Regions from separate parts of the Mus musculus genome. Here region 2 is linked to region 1. A link is a contact called in public HiChIP or PLAC-seq data. All regions are on one chromosome and are shown on one strand. Each heading gives the region's core, a stretch centred on a gene start, on an enhancer-like site or on the middle of the called end of the contact. The rest is flanking DNA. Distances are from core to core; before and after follow the strand shown. Region 1 holds the start of Neo1 (neogenin). Region 2 holds the start of Uaca (uveal autoantigen with coiled-coil domains and ankyrin repeats).

Region 1 (3,583 bases), core at 917-3,416:
AAAAAAAAGTTAATTTCAGCAACAGCTTTATATCTCTTTATAGATTTATAGCTTAGACTTTCATAAAAATATTTTGCTAAGAAGCATAGATGTGGACTTAGGTATTTGTTGAAAATTTTGTTAAAGAGGTGAAGACCCTTTTCTCAGATGTCTTACTAAACAAAGGGCAGGATAATCACTCAGAATGATTCTATGAAAGCGCTGTCAACGAGGACATTAACATTGAAGTGAAGTGAAGGATCTGAAGTATGAGCCTGCGTTACTTTATAGTCTAACTCGTCAATTGATTTAGAATCTGCACCTTTTTTTTTAGTCCGCAGCTCATCTATTAGTGGTTTATTATAGAGTGGCTTTTATGAAAATTTCGATTTAATCACAAGTCAGAAATATATGATTTAGTCATTCTATTTTACAGAAAGTGCTTTAAACTTTTTAATATAAGCTCAATATATACAGTAGGCTGATAAATTAATGAGATGGTTCACAGAAGTCATACATGAAAACCAGTGTGCTATTTTATTAGCTATAACTCTTATTTTTTTCAAGATTGGAGATAAATGTAAGCTTCATTTTGTAAGTCACATTATACATAATTTTAATATAATGAAAAAGTCCCTCTGTCTTAGATAGTCCAAAATTAACATTTGCAAGGCAATTTATAGTTTCCAAAGAGCTTCTCTCATCAATTATCTCAGAAAACTGAATAACGATGTGATTATTAAAGGTTAATTAAGCAAATACTTGTGAAGTAATTGGGAGGTAATCTATTTCTAATTTAACAGGTCATCAGGGGTATTTAGGAAATATTTTTTCTGGTTAATAACTCTAACCAAAACAAGATATTTAAATGGTTTCCCTAGTGGAAAACAATAAGCGAGTGTTTGCTCTTTTAAACCAATTGTTTCAAAGAGCCAGGGGAAGGGAGGGCTCCTAATTTCACTGTTTTAATGAGGTTTCTGAGCTCTTCATTCCCCACGTCAATCCATGCCTTATTTTGGAACTTTGGAATAAAATAAGATAAAATAGCAAGTGACTAGAGAAGGCATGGTGTGTGTTAGAAAAAGAAATGTCTTTTTTTGCTGGACACATCTTGGATATTGACTATACGCAGAAGGGCAAATAAAAATCCAACTCCTATCAACAACCCAACATGACTAAGTGAAGAACCAGGGTAGAACAGTATGGGCACTCTCGCCAGCAGACTACAGACTGTTTTCTCCTAACTTTGGGTAGCTCGATCCTCAGTAGTACCAGGAGGTTGAAAAACCAATTCCCGCGTGCTCCGCGTTTACTGTCGAGAGACACTTTGGATCTCAAGTACAAAACTGCAAAGTGACCATCCAGGGCCTAGGTAAAAGGCTGCAGTGACTGCAGAGAATTAGCCCCGGGGAGATTGAGTCACGGGGTTGGGTCCTGGCCTGGGCACGCGATGGAGTGGACTCCCCGCACCTTTGTCTGAGCCGGAGCCGAGTGTCTCAGTGGGGACGCGGGGCACCACGGTCCCGGCGGGTCGGGTACCGCCCGAGAGGAAGCCAGAGGTCGGCGCAGTGCGATCGGCCCCCTCCCACGGGAACCGCGCCAGGTCCCCAGCAAGAGCCGGGCGGCCTGCTATTGTTTTTGGCGAGCACATAAATCCGTGCGCCGACCCTCTGCGAACCCAGGTTTCCTCCCGGAGGCCATTCGGTTTCCTCTGAGGCCCTATATAGAGGCCCGGGGCAGAGAGGTGCGCGCAGGCTCGCGGCCTCCGTGAGCAGCTCCGGAGTCCGTGCGGCTCTGCCTCAGGTCTCCGTAGCCTTTGAAGCGGTCCGCGGAGGTGAGGGGAAATCTCTCCCGCGGGTTAGGAGCGGGAGGCGGGAGGCGAAGGAGGCGGATCGCTTCTCCGGGGTTTCCCTGACGCCAGCAGCAGCAGCAGAGCCCGGCGCGCGCGCCCCGCGCCCGTGCCCGTCTCCCGAGAGCCAGAGGGGGGAGGGGAGCGGGCCCGCCGCCTGCCCCTGCGCCAGCTCGGCTCCACCGCCGCGGCTGCCCGCGAAGCGACCGCCGGGATTGGAGCCCGGCAGGCCGCGGGGCGCGAAGAGGGTGCTCGTGGGGAGGGAGGCGCGCGTGCGCGGCTGTGAGCGTGCGCGGCACGGCGCGCTCCGGCGCCCGCCCCCCACCCCGCGGTCTCCGCCCCCCTCGCTCTACCGTGAGGAGCCCGAGTCGGCGGCGGGTGGCGGCGCCTGGAACCTGGAGAGACCGAGCCACCCCCCGGCTCTCGGCCGGAATGTACTGATTCTCCTCTGCTCTCCTCCCCGCCCCGCTGCAGGAGGGAGGCGCCCGGAGTCTTTCCCCCTGGGCGCGCGAGGGGGCCGCGCGGGCCGGGCCGGGCCGGGCTGGAGCCGAGCCCTGCGGCGCAGAGACCGGCTGAGGCGCGCTGAGGGAAGGGCGCGAGCGCTCCGCGGCGCTATCGCCGCCGCCGCCGCCGCCACTCGTGGGGTAGAGATGGCGGCGGAGCGCGAAGCCGGGCGACTCCTCTGCACCTCCTCCTCCCGGCGCTGCTGTCCGCCACCGCCGCTGCTGCTGTTGCTGCCGCTGCTGCTGCTGCTCGGACGCCCGGCGTCCGGCGCCGCGGCCACGAAGAGCGGCTCCCCGCCGCAGTCCGCAGGTAAGTCGGGCCGGGCCCGGGACGCCGTGGGGGCTGGGGCGCGGCACCGGCTCCCGTGGCCGCTGCGGTGGGTTTTTGTTGTTGTTTAGGATCCAGAGGGGAACGTGCGGGAACTTTTCCTCCTCGGCTCCCGTTGCTGGAGAGAAAAGGGTCTCGCGTGGTGGAAAGCGGAGCAGGCAGGAGGGGTTCCTACCGGGGGAGGGGCGCCTCCGGGATCCGGGCCGGAGCTCTGGGGTCCAGTTCTGCGCTTTGTACCGGGAGGCAGGTTCACCCCTCGCCTCTTTCCCCTCCCCCAGGCTCATCCCACTTGTAAGAGTGGGACATTCTTGTGCTCACACAAGCACCAGTAGAGGCCACTACACACCTCATTAGATAAACAATCGTACAGCCAATTCATTAATTTTCAGGAAGGGATGGAGGAGGGGGCTTGAATTCATTCTCTTCACCCTCCATCCCCCTCGGCCATGGGTTGCCCAGCTTCTGAAGTCCAGGGAAGCGCTGTCGGATCTCGAGGGACTCTTCGCTCAGTGATTGGAGCCTGGGTCTTCAGGAGAGGGGGTGCTAAGGGGCATACTAGCCCCTTCATGATCAGATCAGTGGTGTTGACTTAGCCTTGTGGACGCCTTGGAGAGCGGCTCCAAGTGATTCTGTGAAGTAGTGCCTCTTTACTAGGGATTTAACTATATTTCTATGTAACCCACTCTCAACTTCTGAAAAATTTCAGACATCGGATTTTTAAGGATTTGTCTAATTGTCTCTATGTGACTATATATGTATATGTGTGTGTATACACACACACACACACACATACACATATATACACATATATGTGTATATATATTCAGCATCTTTTTTTTTTCTGTGTGTTTCATGCATTCCTGGAGTCACCAGCATTCTTACATATTTAAGGGTGCCAATTGACACATCGCCAAGCCTCTGATA
Region 2 (3,363 bases), core at 224-2,723, 1.8 Mb before region 1:
CTGGACTCCAACTCCCTACATAGCCCAGACTGGCCTTGAATTCGTGATCCTTCTGCCTCTGCCACCCAAATGCTGGGATTACAGACAAGCATCACCACACCCAGACTCCAAATCATTTTTTCAACTTTTTTGTTTTTGTTTTTGTCGAGACAGGGTTTCTCTGTATAGCCCTGGCTGTCCTGGAACTCACTCTGTAGACCAGGCTGGACTCGAACTCAGAAATCCGCCTGCCTCTGCCTCCCCAGTGCTGGGATTAAAGGCGTGCGCCACTACGCCCGGCTCTACTTATTTTTTTTAAGTCTAGTTTCGCCAGTTTCCTTGAAGGCCAACTAAACTACTACTAAAGGTAATCCTTCAGAAAGACACCGATCTGAATAAATTCAAAACCAGGCACAAATGAATTTGTATTCTCATAGAAAGCATATAACCCCTAACTAAAATCTGTATAAAATTATAAAAGTCCATTTTAATTACGAACATCGGGCAATTTGCACATTCCATTTCCTCTGTGTTTGACTCTGCAAGACTTTTAAAATAGAACTTCCTTAATAGCAGAATTTTGATGAGACGGCCATTCTAACCTGCCAAATTATCCAAGTTCCAACATCTGCAGTCAGGATGTTTCCCAAGATTTCTGCTCTCTCTGCCAACTTACAGAGAAGCCTCACAACTCCGCTTCTCTCCCGCCGCACACCGAGGCCAGGCTTCAGCTCGGCACCCACGTTACGCACCCACCTGCCCCACCTGGGATTTACTCTGCCAACAGGACAATCACCTTCCCGACTTCGCCATCTCCAGGGTCAAACACAAGCGGGGCTTTGTCTGCATTCGAGAGATCCCTATTCTCGCCCAGCCTGGCTGAGAACCAGACTTCCCCTGTGACAGCCTCAGCGGAGGACACATAACTTCTCTCTCTCAACTCAGGCACGGCTGAAAGCCGCGGAGCCTGGTGGGTCCGGAGTCCGCACCGGCTGCACCGGGTGGAAGACAGGAGCCACCTGGCCCCGGTATCGCGGGCGCCGAGCGCGATGGGACAAGCGAAGAGCAGGATGGCACCACGGGAAGACAGAGAGGGGGTCCCCCCGAGGAAACAAGTGGGAATAGGGTACTCCGCAAAGGTCAAAGTGAGAAGGGGACGTAGGACTTCTCCGCGAATCTCAGATCTGCCGTGAGGGACGCAACAGAGAGGGTCCCCGAGGTCCCCGCCTCAGGAGCTGCTCACCGTGCTGGCCACCGCGGTGGGCGATGAGGGTGACGTGGGGCCGGGCGCGTCCTGCTTCCACAGTCGGGACTTGAGGCTCTTCATGGCCACGGCTCTCAAGGGTCCGGGTTCCCACCAGATTGCGGGCTGCGAGGGCAAGAGCCGGAGCTGCTGACGCCCCGGAGCGCGCGGGGCCCGCCCCACCTGCCACCTGGGGCCCCGGGGGCCTCGCTCAACCGGGTCCCTCCGGCAGCCAATCGGGCCCGTCTCCTGGCTGGGGTGGGGTCGGTTCTGACCAATCGGAAACCGGGAAGGGGGCGGGACTTCCCTTTTAAACTTCGTAACACTCTTCCTCTCCCCTCTGGAGGAAAAGTTGGGGAACTTCAGCTATGCAGCGTGTAGAGTTGTGCTACTCAGTGAGCGGAGGCACAGCGCCGGCTTCTGGCCTGTGGTTCCTGCACACTTGGGTGGTCTAAGGTTAGAGAAATCCAGCCTAGACCGGTTCTTATCTCCCCAGGCTCCCCTCTTCTTCCCATTCGCGAGCCCATTATAGGCTAAACATATCTTCCTCCTATCGGGTCCCGGCTTACCTACCTACAAACCAGCTTGCAGGGGCAACTTCCCATCCAGGATCTTCATGAGAACACACGACTCCAGGACCACAAGTCTAACCGCCACACACATGGGGATCTCTGAGGCCAACAACAAGCCTGTAAGAAAAGGGAGCTGCTTTTTCAGATGGACAGTTAACAGACTAGGGGTCAGTTTCCGCAGTGCTGCTGGAGAGATAGCTTAGCAGTTATGGTCACTGGCTGTTCTTGTGGAGGACGGAGATTCGAGTCTCAGGACCTACGTGGCAGCTCCCAAATGTCTTTATCCTCAGTCCCAGGAGAGGTGATGCTCTCTTCTGGCCTCCGTGGTTAAGTGTTAGTGCACTGCTGTGGAGGAAAAGATGGAACAGAGTATCGTCAATAAAACTTCACTTGTAGCCAAAAGTGAGAAAAGAAATTGACCAAAAGGGACTGGAAGAAGTTGAAGATAAATATAACTGAAATATATTGTATATGAAATTCTCAAAAAATGTAAAATATTATGTTTTTAAAGTGCTTTGTTCTTTTTGTAGACACAACAGGCATAAGTACACAAGGCATTAGCTCATCTGACTCAGAAGTCTGAACCAAGAAAAACTATTTAAGGCTGGGATAAGAACACTGTCTGTCAAACAACAACTACTAATGTCATGTCAACAGGAGGCTTCAAAAATCTTCCTTGGAGTGAGATTTTCCCCGGCAAAATGTTAATTCTCACACACATGGAAAGACAAACAGCCTGAACTCCTCACAAAGGCTCTTTTTGTCTCTAAGGGCAGTTCTTTCTAAAGCTTTCCCTTAGAGTGGCTCTAGTCTTTATTGTAAAAGTGAGGAAGTCTTCAGAACTCTCCTGAAGATACAGTGTTCAGAGACCATTGATCCTCAGCAGAAAGTCAGTAACAGAGAGAGAGAGACAGACAGACAGAGAGAGAGAGAGAGAGAGAGAGAGAGAGAGAGAGAGAATGGGAAAATGGCTAAAGTTTCTCTTGGTTAAACTTAAGGAATCTTGCGCCCCCGCCCCCCCCCCCCCGGAAGATCCACAGCTGGTCTGACTTGGCTGACTGTGATCCAGCTGTTTGTGGGGGCAGGTTCCCTCTGTCTTCACTGCTAACAGAGAAAGCCAGCATTATCTCATGCTGGACTCCTAGGGAAACTTCCTGGACGGATGGCCGTTGTCCCAGTTTCTAGTTCTCACCTTGCCCATCACAGCAAGTGACTAACTGATAGCTCATCTTGGTTGTCAACCTGACACACCTGGGAAGAGGCAACCTCAGTTGAAGGACTGCCCCCGTCATCTTAGCATGTGACCATGTCCGTGGGACATTTTCTTGATTCCTAGTTGACGAGGGAGGGCCTGGCCTATGATGGGCAGTGTCATACCTAGGCAGGTAAGCCTGAGCTGTATAAGGTAGAAAATATAAGTCTGGAAGCAAGCCAGTAAGCAGAGTTCCTCCATGGCCTCTGCTTCAGTTCCTGCCTCCAGATTTTTGCCTTCAGTTTCTGCCTTGACCTCCCTCAAAGATGGACAATTACACGTAAGCCAAATAAACCCTTTCTTCCCTACTTGTTTCA

Evidence for each region. HiChIP or PLAC-seq counts read pairs in DNA pulled down with a chosen protein or histone mark.
Region 2: an H3K4me3 HiChIP or PLAC-seq map of embryonic stem cells shows a contact between it and region 1, with 5 read pairs. The contact joins the promoter of Uaca here to the promoter of Neo1 in region 1.

The regions. Positions count from the first base shown.
Region 1 is chr9:59,035,024-59,038,606 of GRCm38.p6, reverse strand. It overlaps Neo1 (neogenin), which reads left to right and starts at 2,166. Exons shown (of 28, transcript NM_001042752.1): 1 at 2,166-2,641. The coding sequence starts at 2,479.
Region 2 is chr9:60,792,552-60,795,914 of GRCm38.p6, reverse strand. Uaca (uveal autoantigen with coiled-coil domains and ankyrin repeats) reads right to left here and starts at 1,473. Exons shown (of 19, transcript NM_028283.3): 1 at 1,223-1,473. The coding sequence starts at 1,306.